Regions from separate parts of the Gasterosteus aculeatus genome. Here region 2 is linked to region 1. Evidence: chromatin contacts called from public Hi-C data. All regions are on one chromosome and are shown on one strand. Each heading gives the region's core, a stretch centred on a gene start, on an enhancer-like site or on the middle of the called end of the contact. The rest is flanking DNA. Distances are from core to core; before and after follow the strand shown. Region 1 holds the start of mrps22 (mitochondrial ribosomal protein S22). Region 2 overlaps pik3cb (phosphatidylinositol-4,5-bisphosphate 3-kinase, catalytic subunit beta).

What was found. Hi-C and Micro-C count contacts between places; a contact is called where the count stands out from the background.
Region 2: a contact with region 1 is called in a Hi-C map of tail fin, with 2.9 times the contacts expected there. The contact joins the enhancer-like site here to the promoter of mrps22 in region 1. A contact is called at or near these places in 2 of 6 Hi-C or Micro-C datasets (skeletal muscle and tail fin).

Annotation. Positions count from the first base shown.
Region 1 is chr1:2,560,478-2,568,293 of fGasAcu3.hap1.1, forward strand. It overlaps mrps22 (mitochondrial ribosomal protein S22), which reads right to left and starts at 3,497. Exons shown (of 8, transcript XM_040182855.2): 1 at 3,294-3,497; 2 at 2,586-2,734; 3 at 2,336-2,500; 4 at 2,096-2,239; 5 at 1,915-1,998; 6 at 1,642-1,787; 7 at 1,424-1,532; 8 at 865-1,171. The coding sequence starts at 3,420. The coding sequence ends at 1,079. It overlaps LOC120828748 (coatomer subunit beta'), which reads left to right. Exons shown (of 22, transcript XM_078107305.1): 21 at 1-55; 22 at 144-834. The coding sequence ends at 224.
Region 2 is chr1:2,642,413-2,650,228 of fGasAcu3.hap1.1, forward strand. pik3cb (phosphatidylinositol-4,5-bisphosphate 3-kinase, catalytic subunit beta) reads left to right here. Exons shown (of 23, transcript XR_013468467.1): 5 at 251-442; 6 at 1,141-1,308; 7 at 3,288-3,377; 8 at 3,493-3,747; 9 at 3,849-3,945; 10 at 4,271-4,401; 11 at 4,501-4,545; 12 at 5,276-5,464; 13 at 5,884-6,005; 14 at 6,169-6,312; 15 at 6,400-6,499; 16 at 6,914-7,110; 17 at 7,207-7,316; 18 at 7,397-7,475; 1 more. Among protein-coding and RNA genes, the nearest start is that of LOC120834641, 8.7 kb to the right of the region's middle. Within about 2 kb of position 4,864, at least 4 of the 9 cell types and tissues checked have open chromatin away from gene starts, as enhancers often do.

The sequences.
Region 1 (7,816 bases), core at 2,247-4,746:
GACGGAGGTGGAATCCAGCAAAGAGGACGAGGGACCTGCAGAGGACCACGAAGAGGTGAACGTCGGTTTTTTATTCTACGGCACAAATATTGGCGTGACCACGGAGTGAAGTATTGAACTCTTTGTTTTTTTTCTACCTGTAGATCCTCGACCTGGACGATTTTGACCTGGAGGACATCGACACCACAGATGTTAACCTGGATGAAGATTTCCTGAGCGAATGAGGACAAAGAGCCTTTCTCGAGCTGCACGTTTGTTTTTGTTTTCAGGGACCAAAGAACTCCAAAGGGATTCCTCACTAATTCACATCTACAAGAAGTCCCAAACATCACTGCATTAATTAACCTTTGGACGTGTTCAGGCTGTATTCAAACCCAGATGGGAAGAAGAAAAAAAAGTGTGTGTGTGTGTTGGGGACCAGTTAAAATATCCTGTCCGTGGTTGGGGAAATTGGGGAAATATGCTATTGAAACAAGACAAAACTAATTGCTGAACTTGCTTCAAAATATAAATCCAGATCTTAAGGGGGGGGGGGCGGTCTCACTTCCAAGTGACTGTTCTTGGTCAAACTCCTTTTCCTTCCTCCTCCAGTGCCATTAAAGCCTTTGAGGTTTGAATATTGATTTTGTTCCTTGACATTCCTGAAACGAAGCTGCTTGCTGCCTGGTTTTTATCAGATATTTGGGCGCCCGGTTAAAAGTTTGTACCGCTGCTTCAGTTTGTCAGGTGTTTTTGTCATAAGTGCCTTACATGTCTTGTGTTTTTCTTTTTGTTAAAGGAATGACGGTTCTTTAGTCAGATTTTGAAAATAAATTAAAGAGCTTCAATCAATAATCTATGAAATCATTTACTTCCAACCACTCATCACAAGTACAAAGTTCTTTATTTGGGTTTGTTTGTTGGTTTGATTCAGACAATACGAGAGATTTGTCTCCCTCCACATGAATGACGTCTTGGGTGGATGTGAAGAAACAGCTTCCCTTCCACTGAGGAGCGAAGGAGCAGAACGCCGCTTTTTGTTCATCCTTGATGAATTTGTAGATTTCTATTGGGGGTATTGGGGGGGGGGGGGATCCGGTCATTCGGCACAGCTCTTAGCAGCCAGCTGCTCGTACGCCTGCAGGGCCAGCTCGATGTAGCCCGACCGCTGAGACTCCTTCTGGGCGTAGATCTGTAGGACACGAGGACAAAAGGTCACCCGATCAATCAGAATAGTGAAACGTCAGCATTTATTATTTTAGTGAAAGACTAATAAAAACACAACTACGTGCTCAAGCATGACTAACGGAAGCATGACTGCCGCGACCTTTTCCCATGAAGTCGTCACTTCACCTCTCGGAATAGACAGCGCACACGTAGAGCAGTGAACACGCGTGTAAACCGGACGTCAGGAGATGTTTTCGCTCAAATTTGAGATGTTCACCTTCAGCAGGTCGGCTCCGGCGGCCTGCTGGCCGGCGGCCTCCTGGGCCGACTCGCTGTGGGGGTGCAGCATGTGGAAGAGAGACACTAGGCTAACGGCGTCCTGGAGCCTGGAGGCGCGCACACACAAACACACACATTAAGGGCCTAATGACAGCTTGTCATACCTGTAATAAACATGCATGTGTTTGTCTCACACACACACACACACACACTCACAGCTCTCTCTTCAGCATGTCCACTATAAGCCCGTCGGCCCTGCGGGCGTTGAGCAGGTACCAGGCCATGCCTCCAAAGTGCCTGGTGGACCGCAGCAGCTCATATTTGCCGTGCTTGTCCAGGTCCTCGTAGGTGGCAGCGTGTACCTGGACACATGGAAGGGACGGGATACGAACTTCACTGGACGTTGTCAATACTCGATGCTCCTTACATGAACTGGGCAGATTTCATGGTGTAACGAGCTACATGCAGTCTGCTATCAATGCATCGCACCCTGATGTAGTCGGAGGAGTCAGGCTCAAATTGGACCAGACACAGGTCCAACACATCCTCGTGGCGGTCCTGAGAAAACACCATCTTAACACAGAGCGAGAGAGAACGTGAGGACGGACATTACGCGCTTGTTTCCGACAAGGCACTGCAGAGAGGAAATGCCAGAGCTGCCGTTTCCTACCTTGAGGTTCTCCTCCTTGAAGATGAGCGGCGCCGAGAGTTTGCGTCCGACCTTTGGGAAGTACACCTGAACGAGCCGGTCCCTCTCCTCCCAAGTTGCCTTCCTGAGGATCCCGTTGGGTTCCCGTACCACAATGAACCTCTCCTGAGGGGACGACAGCGTATGTAAAGCACGTGAGTGAGGATGTACAATGTCCACAGGCCACATCAACACAGTACGTATCTCAACACCCGTGCCGACCCTGTGTGGGATGTCGTAGGTGATGTCCGTGAAGGCGTATTTGGCGTCGTCCATGCCATCCAGGATCTTCTCCTCCGACAGCACATCGTCGATGGGCTTCCTCTCCGGCAGGACGGGGGGCATCTGCAGCAACTTCCTGGCCTGCTCGGTGGCCGACGCGACCGCCTGCAAACAGCCGCACAAGAGGTCAGATGAAAAAAAAGCGGCGCTGTGACCGGCGCGTGCCTGAGTGCGATTAAGAGAAGGGAACCTGCGCCAGCTGCTCATCGGTCATGAGTTTGTACGTGGGCGGCTTCAGCTCCTCTTTAACGGGTCGGAACACTTTCTGCAGGTCCAGGCCCGTTATCCTGCCGAGGACGTCCTGCACAGCGGGATCTGTGAACTGGGGCTTTGCAGCGTCTGGCAGCGCCGGGGAAAAGAATCACACTGTAAATCTCAGAAGTTACACGTAAGCCAATTTCATATCGGTTTACGCTGTTGTGACCACAACATGCAAGAGGAATGCATCTATGACGAGGTACATTTGAAGGAGAGCGACTACACGTTTATTGTAACTTAGTAAAAGTAAACATACCAGACCAAATACAGCCATACTTGACTTTTGGAGAGGCCTTTATATCGTCCTATGCATACGAATGCAGCCTTCTTCTCCAGGTGAAACGAGCATGCTAACGCGGCAGAAAGCTAACTTTAGATTTGAGTACAAAGCGCCTCGCATTGCCACCAACATAATGCCGAATCAACACCCAGCCGGTAATAACTCGTCCCACGCATTCAACGCTCCTTTACTCGGTCTGTGTCTCATCAAATAAGTACGGCGATTTAAAAACGGAAGATATGTGGGGCGGGTTTGACACGCGCACTGATAGCATGGATGCTAACGAAACCGGCTACAAGGTCAGCGTCGCAACGGAGCGAATGCTGCGACTACAGCGCCGTTCGTCGTATGAAAACACACCTTTGTCCTGTGCGCCGCTGCACGGCGTCCCGGTGCTGCATCTCACCGACACCCGCCCGCCCTTCGGTGCGTGTTTCCCCCGCGAGAAGCTCCGCAGTAAGCGCCGTGCTGCACCGAGCGCCGCCATGTTTGTTGTGACTTCTTCTTCTTCTTCTTTTTCTTCTTCTTTTGCTTTTTATGGCGGTTGGCAAACAACTTTCGGGTGCATTACCGCCACCCACTGATCTGGAGTGTGGACTTAAGGAAATTAAACCTCTACTAGAACTAAACCAAATCAAAAACAAAACAAATCAAAAATAAATTTAATTTAATTTAAAAAAGCTCTCAAATTCTATTCATTAGTCTTGTATTCTCTAAATATGCCAAAAGCAGCTCCCTAATGCCCTTCTTCAGTATTTCGCTTATATTTGCCTCTCCCAGCTCTCTAAGGCGTTGTGACTTCATCGGAGCGCCGTGACCTCTGACCCTTCGGTCAGCCGGCCTCCGCACCGGTGGGACACGTGTGGTTTGTTTACGTGCGCACGCGAAGACGTTCCATCTGTTTGTTTGGCTTTCCAGCGAGATGCGAGGATGCAACGCAATAAAAAGAAACAGAATAAATGAAAAACATTTATGAAAATGCTGATTATAATATGAAAAATTCATGTAATTGTTTGTTGTGAACATGCAACTGATTTGGTGGATTTTCCTGCAGTTCCTTGATATTTGTAACTCACATACATTTAACACCAGTAAGATAAAATACTTTGTAGTGCTGTTTTTACCACCAGATGGCGCCACGCTACCAAATATCCTGAACACAAGACGATCCCACGTAAAGCCTTTGTTTTGTACTCAGTCTGATAGAACTCTCATCTCTACATATTGTATGTTTGTGTCACAGTTCCACGGTTTCTTTTGTCTACCTCCTGACTGACTGAACTTGTCCTTACAGCGTGTTCTTGGATCGACTGATATGGTATAAAATCCGCCTGGACGATAACGAGCCACGCTGAGGAGTGAGAGACTCGCAGACACGTGCACGCTCTATTCAAACACGTACATTGCATTTATTCAAAATAAAATCTGCTATACTGGTGTAATAATATGATCTATAAGTGATATAGTGGAATCGACTCAAAGCAACGTGGTATTGTTCTTATAATAAATGTCAATGGCAGATGAAGTTTAACAGAAGAGGCCATACATTATTATATTTGGATAACATGCACTAATGTACTCATTTATTATTGATTACACGGTAATATAAATACAATATAACGGTAAAAGGGGGTATCAAATATTAAAGACATAATAACAAGATACATTATGCAACCATTCACCATCTGTGCACAAACAAAACATTATTATTATTATTATTATTATGTGGACTACATTCGAGGTGTTTGTCTGCTCGGGCTCAGCGTAAAAACTGAGCCAGAGTTTGACAAGTCAAACAGATAAAAACGTCCCCGTCGGTCCAAACAGTCCCTGAACAGCAGCGATACCGAGCAGCTCTCAGAGCCTCAGCGAGTAACGAGTCAATCGTCGCCCACCGACACCGACACATGTCCGTCAACAAAAGCAGCTGTCCAGATATGAGCAGAGGACCAGGGACCCCCCCCCCCCCCACCCGCAGGAAGTGCTGGGCTCAGATTGGGTTGCTGCTCTTGCAACGAGCAGGCCCGGGTCCACGTCTCTCCGGCTGTGGATTCAACAAACCTGTTTTCGTTCAATGTTTATTTATTTTGTTTCGCCATCACTCCGATGAGCTGAACTGGTGGAATTGAATTGTTGTAGATTTACCGCACACAAAAACCACAACTCGTTTTGTGAGCTTCTCTTATTGCCCTCTTATGCAAACCCTGTGCGGACCAGAATACCCTCTTCTGGTGCAATTCAATACTTTTTAGTGGTAACAGCCACCAGATTATGATCAACAGATCCCCGGAGAAGGGACTTTTAATGGCCTTGAATGTTCTGGTTAAAGGGTAGTTCTGGTGATATTTGTATTTATATTACAGAAAACTGTCTATTATTAAACAATATTATGTGCAATACACTGTTGTCAATAAGTCCAATGGAAAAAGTGTGTTTTTTCCATTAAGGGAAAGTCAATAGAGCGGGTTCTCTATTGTTTCTGCGAATTTCCCCCCATTATCAGAAGTGTGTGTGTGGTGTGTGTGTGGCATCAGGATGGTGTGTGTGAGAAGGAACGCACATTGTGCATTTGTGTTCATAATGATGCAACCGTGGGGGATAACTGATGCAAAAGACAAATATTATGTACGTCCCCCTCAACACGCCCGCATTGCCCACAAACCCCCCCAAAAAGCAGCCGCCACCACCCTGGAGATCATTAATAAAACCTCACCGGCCGTGCACAAACCCTTCCTCTAGGACCCCAGCCCCACTAATCTGCAGTAGGATTTAGATATTAGCCGGACAGATGGAGGTGTGGCTCGGGCGGTAATGAGGTGAGTCCGGAGGCCCAGACGTGTGGATTGAGCTGTAAGAGGCCTCGACGCGGCCAGATGTACACAGCTGTCACCCCGCTGACAGGAAGCAAGCCGGCTACACGCCGGCACCAATAGAGGGAGAGAAGAAGAATCTCCACGGTGGAGGTTTAAATGTCATGGTTTTGTGTCTCATCCCTCCATCTTTTTCGTGTCTTTCGTGTCGTGGGATGTCTACCCATCTATATATATATATACATATGGATATTTGAACGCACAGACACATATACACACCTACACACCTACATATCGTGTATGTTTGCTTGCAGGAGGGGGAGCGTGAACCTTCGGGCTCCTCTAAGTGATCTCAAAGTGCCACTTAGCTTCAGCTCCCAGGTATGAAATGTGAAATGCTGGCTGCTGAATTGGAATTTCCGTTCACCTCCTGAACCGAGATTGAGTTGACCCTGAAACAGCCGGCGTGCAGTGGATCCACATGGACATGGGACACGCACACACACACGCACACACGCACGCACGCACGCACACACGCACACACACTCAAGAACACTGCAAGAAAAAAGTGAAGAAAGAGTCTTTTCTTCACTTTAGACTAAATTAATTCAATTAAATTTTTTGTAGATTCCAAAGGTACACACGGTATTTTATCCTATTTGAACACATAGTAAAACCATTACTGTTTTCAAAACAAACTAATGATTTCCCTCTTGCGTTTGTGCATTTCGACTCATCAATAATAAACGTGATTTTCAAGAGTGAAAAAATTGTGAATTGCGATATCAATCTCTAGTAATAAAAACTGCAAACTGTAATGTAATAAATTGCACTTCACAAGCTTAATTGGTGACTTATTGGTGATTTGCTGCTACTTTCTGCTCCACTGCTTTACAGGGAAATTTCTTATTTCTACTATTCACCAATAAACCTTTTAGAAGTTTTTTTTAAATCTGCAATACTGCCGTATAACTTATGCATCATTCTGAAAAAAATAAATATAGTAATTAATAGGGAATTAAACCGTAAGTGTATAGAAATAGTATTTTCTATTGATGCCACTTTTACTAAGTGGACAATAAGTCGGCTCCACGCGACGGTTTGAGGGTAAGAGTGTGTGTCAGCGTGACGGCGAGCAGCAGGAAGCCGAGGGGGGAAACCGGAGCGCAGAAGAGGGACTGGATGTGTGTGTGTGTGTGTGTGTGTGTGAGTGGCGTGGGGGGGGTCTGGGACATCATGGAAAGGGGTTGCACAGGGTGTAAAGGGCGGGGGGGGGACAGCAGGCCCGGTGGTGGTACCGGGGCACGCGCCCGTCGAGCTTTCTGTGCACGGGTTCAGAGCAGGGTGAAACGGAAAGGTGTGTGTGTGTGTGTGTGTGTGTGTGTGTGTGTGTGTGTGTGTGTGTGTGTGTGTGTGTGTGTGTGGAGAGCCAGAGAGAGAACATGTGAAGAGGATGTCTATTCTGAAAACAACTGGAGCATCAGACATGACGGAAGAAATAACGTTAAAGCTCTGCAGCCTCATTGGTTCCATGATGTGTGCGACTATTTGTTGTATATTTCTACAAACGTACATATTTGATCATTAAGGGTCATCGTACATCGGCTTATTTGATGAAATTGCAATTTCTTGTTTCTTCTGTGTCCGTATTCTTATGGTTGAAATGCACGTATTGTGTGTCGCTTTGGATAAAAGCGTCAGCTAAATGACCTGTAATGTAATAATAAAGTTGTTGAGGTAAATCAGGAACTGTTCACGTGTCACATATGACGTTTTTTGTATAATCGTATGCGTCCTTCAGGTACAATAAACACAAAACTCTGTGGGATCCTTCTTAATATTACTGTTCAAAAGTGTGTTTTTGTTGTAAAAAGTACATGAATTATAAATCACTTCAATCAAACAATACTTACTGTAATAATGAATTCATCTCAAACAACCCTTCACGTGTCAAATGTATGAGATAATGTTATGTATGTAATGTAATGTTCTGTGTTATGTTACAGAACAGCACAAACGTGTTCCTCCTCTTTTTTATGGTTTTAATCTACGACGCTGAACTTTTTTAACTTT
Region 2 (7,816 bases), core at 3,614-6,113, 83 kb after region 1:
GTGAGTCTTTCATGATATCGCAGCGCTGTTGGTTTCGCATTTTTATTCGTTGCAGGGCGAGTTCATGACACACGTCAATCAACGTAACTAGCATGTTTTACCGTCTGATGTGATGCAGCAGCCTCCCTTTTTCACATATTTTAGTTACGACTTTTCCGGTAAGACCGTTTCAAGGCGCGGATGTGGTTAAAACGAGCGTTTTTCGGTCTGACGGCCGACGTGCCACTAGTGCTCTCGTCTCGCCCCACAGGACTCGGCCAGCCTGAAGGTGGCGTCGTCCTGCGTCCCGTCGGAGCTGATGGAGCAGGCCCTGAAGAAGTGGCTGACCACCCACGGGCCCGAGGGGGGGGAGGAGGAGGAGGCGTGGCGGGGGCAGTACGTGCTGAGGGTCAGCCACTGCCTGGAGTTCCTGTGTGGAGACCAGCCCCTGATTGAGTACAAGGTGAGTGAGGGGGGCGCGGCCGCGTGTTGCACCACAATGAATGGATGATGGCGTGTTTTAACGATTCCAGCAACCAGTGTTATGGTGAAATGCACACCGCAGGTGTCCCGTCTTTATATCAGAGCTCCGTGTTTGATAAAGGTATTGGCTACGCAGGAAGTTTTCGGTTGCTGTGGAAAAAGCTGTTGCGCGTTATTTACATAAAGGCACTGCTCAAAGAAACTGTCTAACGCACAAACAGAGGACACGATGTGCAAACAAAATGACATCGGCACACAACAAAAGACGTTTATTGGACTCGAAACCCGGAGGCAGGTGTTTTGTTTTTTTATTGCACTCTTGGTATGCGAATGTGAGCGGCTGAAGTTCAGCGAGCGACGTTTTGGTTTGTTCTTTCTTTTTGTATTGCACTGATTTAAATCAACTACAATTCCAAACGGTGCATATTCATTTGATCAAGTCTGCTGACAAGCTGTGCATGAATTTCACATGTCGCGGCTCGTGGATTAATTGTTCTTCAGCTGATCCTTTTATCAGTAGCACAGCGGCGCTTTCGCACAAGATTGTTCCTCAGCAAAATGAAAGTTCAACGTTTAACATGCTGCAAAACCATAAAAAAGGATCCACTTTTTGTGTGCGTGTGTGTGCGCAAAAATATGCGCACAGCTAACAGCATTTCTTTCCCGTCTTGTGTGCAGTACATCCGCTCCTGCATGCAGGCCAAGGAGCCCCCGCACCTCACCCTGGTCCACGCCAGCAACGTCAAGGTCCTGTTCGACAAGGAGATCTCCGCCATCGGCGCCGTGGTCAGCCGCAAGTCCTCCAACCCGCCTCTCCCGCTGCCCCCCAAGAGAAGGGCTCCCACGGTGAGGCCAGTAGTGCGAGAGTGTGCGCGCTTCCCATTTCTGCGCTGTGGCGATATTTTCTATTCCACATCCGCAGATGGTTTCAGAGACATCGGGGGGGGGGGGGTCTTCAGTAGCTGAAGTGAAGTTAATGTTTTCATTTCTGCTTGTTGGAGTCTTTTATTTTTGTACGCTTGTTAACGCGCGTTTCTTTTAATTGTCCCAGATGTTACGTGAGGCGCATCGTTGGCATTAAAACTGAGGGTGTGCCGCGTATTTGAGAATGTTGTGCTGTTTTTCTGGAGAACTATCAATTAACATCCGCCCACACAGTGACAGACCATCGGCTCACCTGCGCGGAGCGAGGCAGGTGTGCAGCTTCACCTCGTGATGAGCCGTTGTTTCCGATGCGTCCTGCCAGCATTCGCCACATTTGTCAGAAAACTCCTCTGTGCAGCTGCTGCTGCCAGGTGCACAGTGGCGTGTGTGTGTGTCCACATTTCAAATGTCAGGTTGAATTTAATTGGCCTTCGTCAGTCTTCCGGGATTTTTAATTACCCGGCAGTTTGAAAATGCCTTCGATCTGTGCAGAGCAAAAATAGGGCAGCATAGAATCTCTTTAGCACGTTTTAATAAAATACACCCCGACCGATGTAAAAGCTTTAATTATATATAGAGATCACAGATTCCCCACAATTGGAGTTGATGCATCGTTCTGCTAATTTACAGGACCTCATGAAGCCCTGGATTAACCAGTAATTAGCTAGTTGGTAAGGGTTGAAGCTAATACTTATTTTAACTTAAAATGTCCCAGTCACGTCTTAAACCAGCGTTTGGTGTCATTTCTGCCAATTAGTTTCGTTTTACTTGACTAATCGCTCTTTTTCCATGATCCTGCATGGTTGATATCTCAGTAAAAGCACCTTCTGGCAGATTGCAGCCAGCGACTGTTGAAACAACAGGTCCGTTCTTGTAGTTTTTCACAGGAAGGAGAAACGCTGCCAGTTTGATTTATTCAGACTTTTACGGTTCTCTCCTTTTCCAACTCGCCTTTGTTTTTATGGTTTTAAGCTTATTGCCCAAACATAATGAGTATAATTATTTTATTGAAGCCTTCATTGCCTGTAACGTGCCAAACGTTTTAACTGATATTTAAAAACTAGATGAAGTCTTAATTGGATCTGAGATTTGATAAGAGCGCTTCACTGAAACCCAAAACATTGTTGCTTTCTAAAGTCCCGTTTTGCTGTTTCAGATTTGGCACAAAGTCCAGCGGCGTTTAGTGAACCGTCGGCGATCAAAGCTGCCCTCCATAACGCAACAATTCACACGCCAATTATTATAATAACTGCAACAATGAAGTGATGACATCTTGGACTCTCCTAAATTACTCTCATTCTTGATTACTCAACGCCTTGTTTAGCGCTTTAATTTTCATAAATGCTCCCGACACAGATTAATAAACTGTAATAAGCTTAGCGTTGGACTGCGTCTGTCTGCCAGCTAGAGGAAGGATCCGGTTATTCAAAACTCCCCCAAAAAACCCACCGCAGGAGGACGGAGGACTACACGCAGCGCTCGCGTCTGCCCGTCATTTTGGAACAAACCGTCCGTCTTATCTGACATGAGGCCAATTACACGACCGCACACACTGAGACACATCGACGCGCGCGGCAGACTGCAGGAAGTGGGCTGGTTAGTCATGTTCGTAGACTCCACAGGTCATGTGATGCTGGGTTGTTGTTTTTTTTTTTCTTCTGCTGACTGCTGACCCATCGCAAATCCCCTCGGCCTGACATCACAATGACCTCCCTCACCCCCCCACACTGTTTTTGCTGTTCATGTGCGTGTCTGTGGAGGAGGACACGTACACTTGTGTGGACCGTGGTTGTGTTTGCCTGTGTACTTTTTTGGCATCAGTTCCTGATTGTGTGCATATTTTCCCAGCGCAATATGCAAATGCTGCTCACTCATTGCCTCCACTTGCCTTCCCTCGGCAGCTAGTGCAGACGTGTGTGTGGGACGTGTCCCGGCCCTTTAAGATTGTCCTGGTGAACGGCAGCAAGGTGAACGCAGAGGAGAGCGCCAAGGTAAACCGCCGCGCCGTCCAAAATCCTTTAAAAATGGAATTTCAACTCTGCTGTTCCTGTGGTAGCGCCACTGCACGCACTCAGAAGCTGTCCCCAACCCCCTCCCGTCCGCTAGGTCCAGGTGAGGGCGGGGCTCTTCCACGGCACGGAGCTGCTCTGCAAGCCGGCGGTGAGCAGCGAGAGCAGCGGCCGCTCGGACCACACGTGGAATAATAGCACGCTGGAGTTTGACCTCTCGGTGTGCGACCTGCCGCGCATGACCCGCCTCTGCTTCGCCATCTACGCCGTCATGGACAAGGTGAAGAAGCAGAAGTCCACCAAAAACCTCCACACAAACAAGTACCAGACCATCCGCAAAGCAGGGAAAGTGGTAAGAAACGGGCTCAACCCATCTAACCATCCTTGTTATATCACCATATCATTGATGGAAGAGTCATTTGTCTTTGTCCCCCCCCCCCGTGTGTGGTCCAGCACTACCCCATAGCGTGGGTCAACACCATGGTGTTTGACTACAAAGGCCAGCTGAAGACCGGAGACATCATCCTGCACTGCTGGTCCTCCTTTCCTGGTATGTCTATTATATCTAGTCACGTTTTGAGTCATTTCATTGTTCTTACTTTCGGGGGTGAAGCGGTGGTCTTCTGGACGTACCTGGAGGAGGTTGTTGATGCACATTTTCTATTTCAAATTTAACATTATAAAGCTTGCACCTGTACATTCCCTTTGTTTGCATTCATTATGTACTTTTCCTTTTTTGTTGCCACACGACAAACAAAGAGATTACTGATGTAATGTATGCTGATGCCCATCCCTACTTCTAATACAATTAAGCGAATTAAAGGAGCTTCTCCGGTGACGGAGTGACTTCATGTGTGTGTGTGTGTCTCCGGCAGATGAACTTGAAGAGATGCTGAACCCCATAGGAACCATTCAGACCAACCCGTACACTGAGAACGCCACAGCGCTGCACATCCACTTCCCGGAGTACATGTCCCACTCCGTCGTCTTCCCTCCCTTTGACAAGGTCAGGCAGTTTTCCCATTTTGTGTTGCGTACTTTTTGACCGCATCAGTCTGATCCCCCACTGATTGGATGGCCCTCACTTGCTTTTCTCCTTTTGCAGATACTGGAAAAAGCTGCAGAGACTGTCAAGCCAAATGACTTGATGGTGAGTTGACGCGCGGTGGGAGGAGGTGGCGTCGGCGCGCCTGAGAATCTCCACACATACGGGAAACGAACCGGGGGAAACCACGGAAAGTGATCCGTGCGTTTCAAGTAGTCTCCGTCGCTGTGGTATTACCTCGCGCTGCTGGTTTCCCTGGAAACCCGTTATCATCGCGGTGGCTGGGTGTAGCTGCGGAGTTATTCCTGTCCCCTTCAAAACGACCCACTCTAATCAGATTGCTCGTGTGTTTTTCCTGTCTCGCCGGCACTCTACTGAAAGCCCTCTCCCGGGCGTGTTGCAGCCGGTTACGTAATGGTGCGTTAGGTAAAGTGCATGCCTGAACACGCCCCTTTAATGGGAGCGCTGCGCGTGAGTGGACGTACCAGCGCCCGCTACAACTCGCTGTTTACTTTTTACTCTCAACTCGTGCATCGGTTTAGAGATCCGCACACGAGCCGCTGGTCTGATACGATTTGTCTGCAAAGAAAGTTAAATCCGCCCTGTTTTTCTTTTAGCACTAGTTTGCATCAACGTTTGTTTGCATCGGACGGTGTTCGCCTCGTTGTGAAGGAGATGTTGGTCCTAGTGTTGAGCTGCAGTCGATGTAGAAATCTCTGCAAGCTGTGAAGCACTCCTGCCCCCCTGTGGTGGTTTCCAGGCGCTGCACACAATCGTCCGCCGATCGCTTCCTTCCATCCTCCTCTCACCGCCTTTTCCTCGTTGCTCCCCTCAGAGTCGCGGGTGGAAGAAGTTCAACATTGAGCTGAAGGAGATCATGGAGCGCGACCCGCTCTCTCAGCTGTGTGAAAACGAGAAGGATTTGATTTGGACGCTTCGCCACGACTGCAAAGACTATTTCCCTCAGTCGCTGCCCAAGCTGCTGCTCTCCGTCAAGTGGAGCAAACACGAGGACATGGCGCAGGTTAGTGAGCTGATGTCGTTGTTTTTACCATTATTACAGGCCGTGTCTGCATGAGTCGTTATTCAATTATCATGAGGAAGAATAGACTGAGACGCTTGTTTTAAAGGAGAAATAAATTTAAACAAGACAAAATATTTGCGCATTTGATACTGAAAAGAACATTCCAAAATAATTCTAAGCTTTGAAATGTGCTCAGTCGAATAAACCAGAAGCTCTAACAATGATGTTGGTAAGTTTAGGCTACACTTTTGGCAAAAATGCTAACTTATTTTGTACGACATGGTTTTAAATCCATATTTGTTTGTAGAACAGTTTACATGCAGTTTAGCATCTTCATCAGCCTCAGAATACAAAAACATTCTGTGTGTGTGTGTGTGTCTGTGTGTCTGTGTGTCTGTGTGTGTGTCTGTGTGTCTCAGCTCCAGGCACTGCTTCAGGTTTGGCCCAAACTGAGTCCCAGAGACGCTCTGGAGCTTCTGGACTTCAACTACCCGGACCAGTATGTCAGAAAGTACGCCGTGGGCTGTCTGCGGGATATGAGGTAAGGATGTGTTTTTTTTTTTAATATATATATACTGTATATAGTCGAGCTCTCGCATGTCATCCTCTGGCCGTGTGTGCACGTCGTTGCGTTCCCTTGCTGTTTTTATTTAATCACACGCCCTCCCCCTGCTTCCCTTCTTTCTCTCCCCCCATCCTCCCAGTGAGGAGGAGCTGTCGCAGTACTTGCTACAGTTGGTGCAGGTGTTGCGCTACGAGCCGTACTACGACTGTGCCCTCACCCACTTCCTGCTGGAGCGCGCCCAGGGGAACCGCAAGATAGGACACTTCCTCTTCTGGCACCTGCGGTGTGTACGGACGACCGATTTAAGAGTTTTGTGTGTGGAGTCACGGGAGGCTTCTCTTCTGACTGGCTGCCCCCCCCCCCCCAACAGGTCAGAGATCCACATGCCAGCTGTTTCAGTCCAGTTTGCCCTCATCCTGGAAGCCTACTGTCGAGGCAGCATCCCTCATATTGAGGTTCTAAAGAAACAGGTAGGACACTCACGCGACTTTGAAGGTCACACTTTGCTGGTCTTCACACAACCAGAATGGTTTACCATCAACCCCCCCCGGTGGGCTGGACTGGTGGTATTTTTAGCTCATCGTGGCAACCGCAGCTTCACCCGCCTGCCCCCTGACCTCGGGCCCGCTGCACTGTTCGTTGTGACAATCCCTCCTGGGGCCTCTTCTTCCTATTTCCTCATCATTTATGTGACCTTCTTCCTGTTTGGAAGAGCCGGCTCGATGCCGCCGGGGGTCTGTAGAAGGAGGTTGAGCTCAGTCGCATCGAGCAGGGAGGGATCCTTTGTTTTATTGCTGGTTCTGTGTTGTGAGGTGACCTTGAGTGGCTTGAGAGGCCCCTAAAAATGAAAATGTGCGGCCTGCATATTGCCCTGACGTCACCAGGTGGAAGCCCTGAGCAAGCTGAAGTCGGTGAACGAGCTGATCAAGCTGGGGACCATCAAGAACGCGCGGAGTAAGACCAAGGAGGCCATGTTGACCAAGGAGGCCATGATGACTTGTCTGAGGCAGAGCGGCTACTCTGAGACTCTGTCGGACCTTCACTCGCCTCTGAACCCCAACATCCTGCTGTCCGGCATCAAGTGAGACCATCCTGCTTCTGATGCAGTGGAACCTTTTCCTCACGTTTAGCGGTGCGTCATCACCTTCTTGCTCTCTTCCCCCCCCCCCCCCATCAGTGTGGAGAAATGTCGCTACATGGACTCAAAGATGAAGCCGCTCTGGATTGTTTACAACAACAAGTTGCTGGGGGGAGACACGCTGGGAATCATCTTCAAGAACGGGGATGGTAGGAATCCAGAGGAGTGGAAATCGGGCTTTTAAATCCACAATATTCTCTGAAATTAAGAGATGTTGATCTTCTCCTAGACCTACGGCAAGACATGTTGACCCTCCAGATTTTGAGGCTGATGGATCTGCTATGGAAGGAGGCTAATCTGGACCTCAGGTGAGTTTGATAATGCGCCACTTTTTAAAATCATTATTTGTATTGTGTGTTTGTTCGCAGTGATTCAGTTGACGGCATTAAGCCCTTTGCTTTTCTTGTGCCCGCGTGTCCTGCAGAATCGTACCGTACGGTTGCCTAGCAACGGGGGACCGCTCAGGGCTGATCGAGGTGGTCTCGTCGGCCGACACCATCGCCAACATCCAGCTGACCAGCAGCAACGTGGCAGCAGCGGCCGCCTTCAACAAGGACGCTCTGCTGAACTGGCTCAAAGAGAGGAATTCTGGGTAAGATTCCCAAAAGGCCCGCCGGAGGAGAATCCAGAGTCCAGGAAAACCGATGTG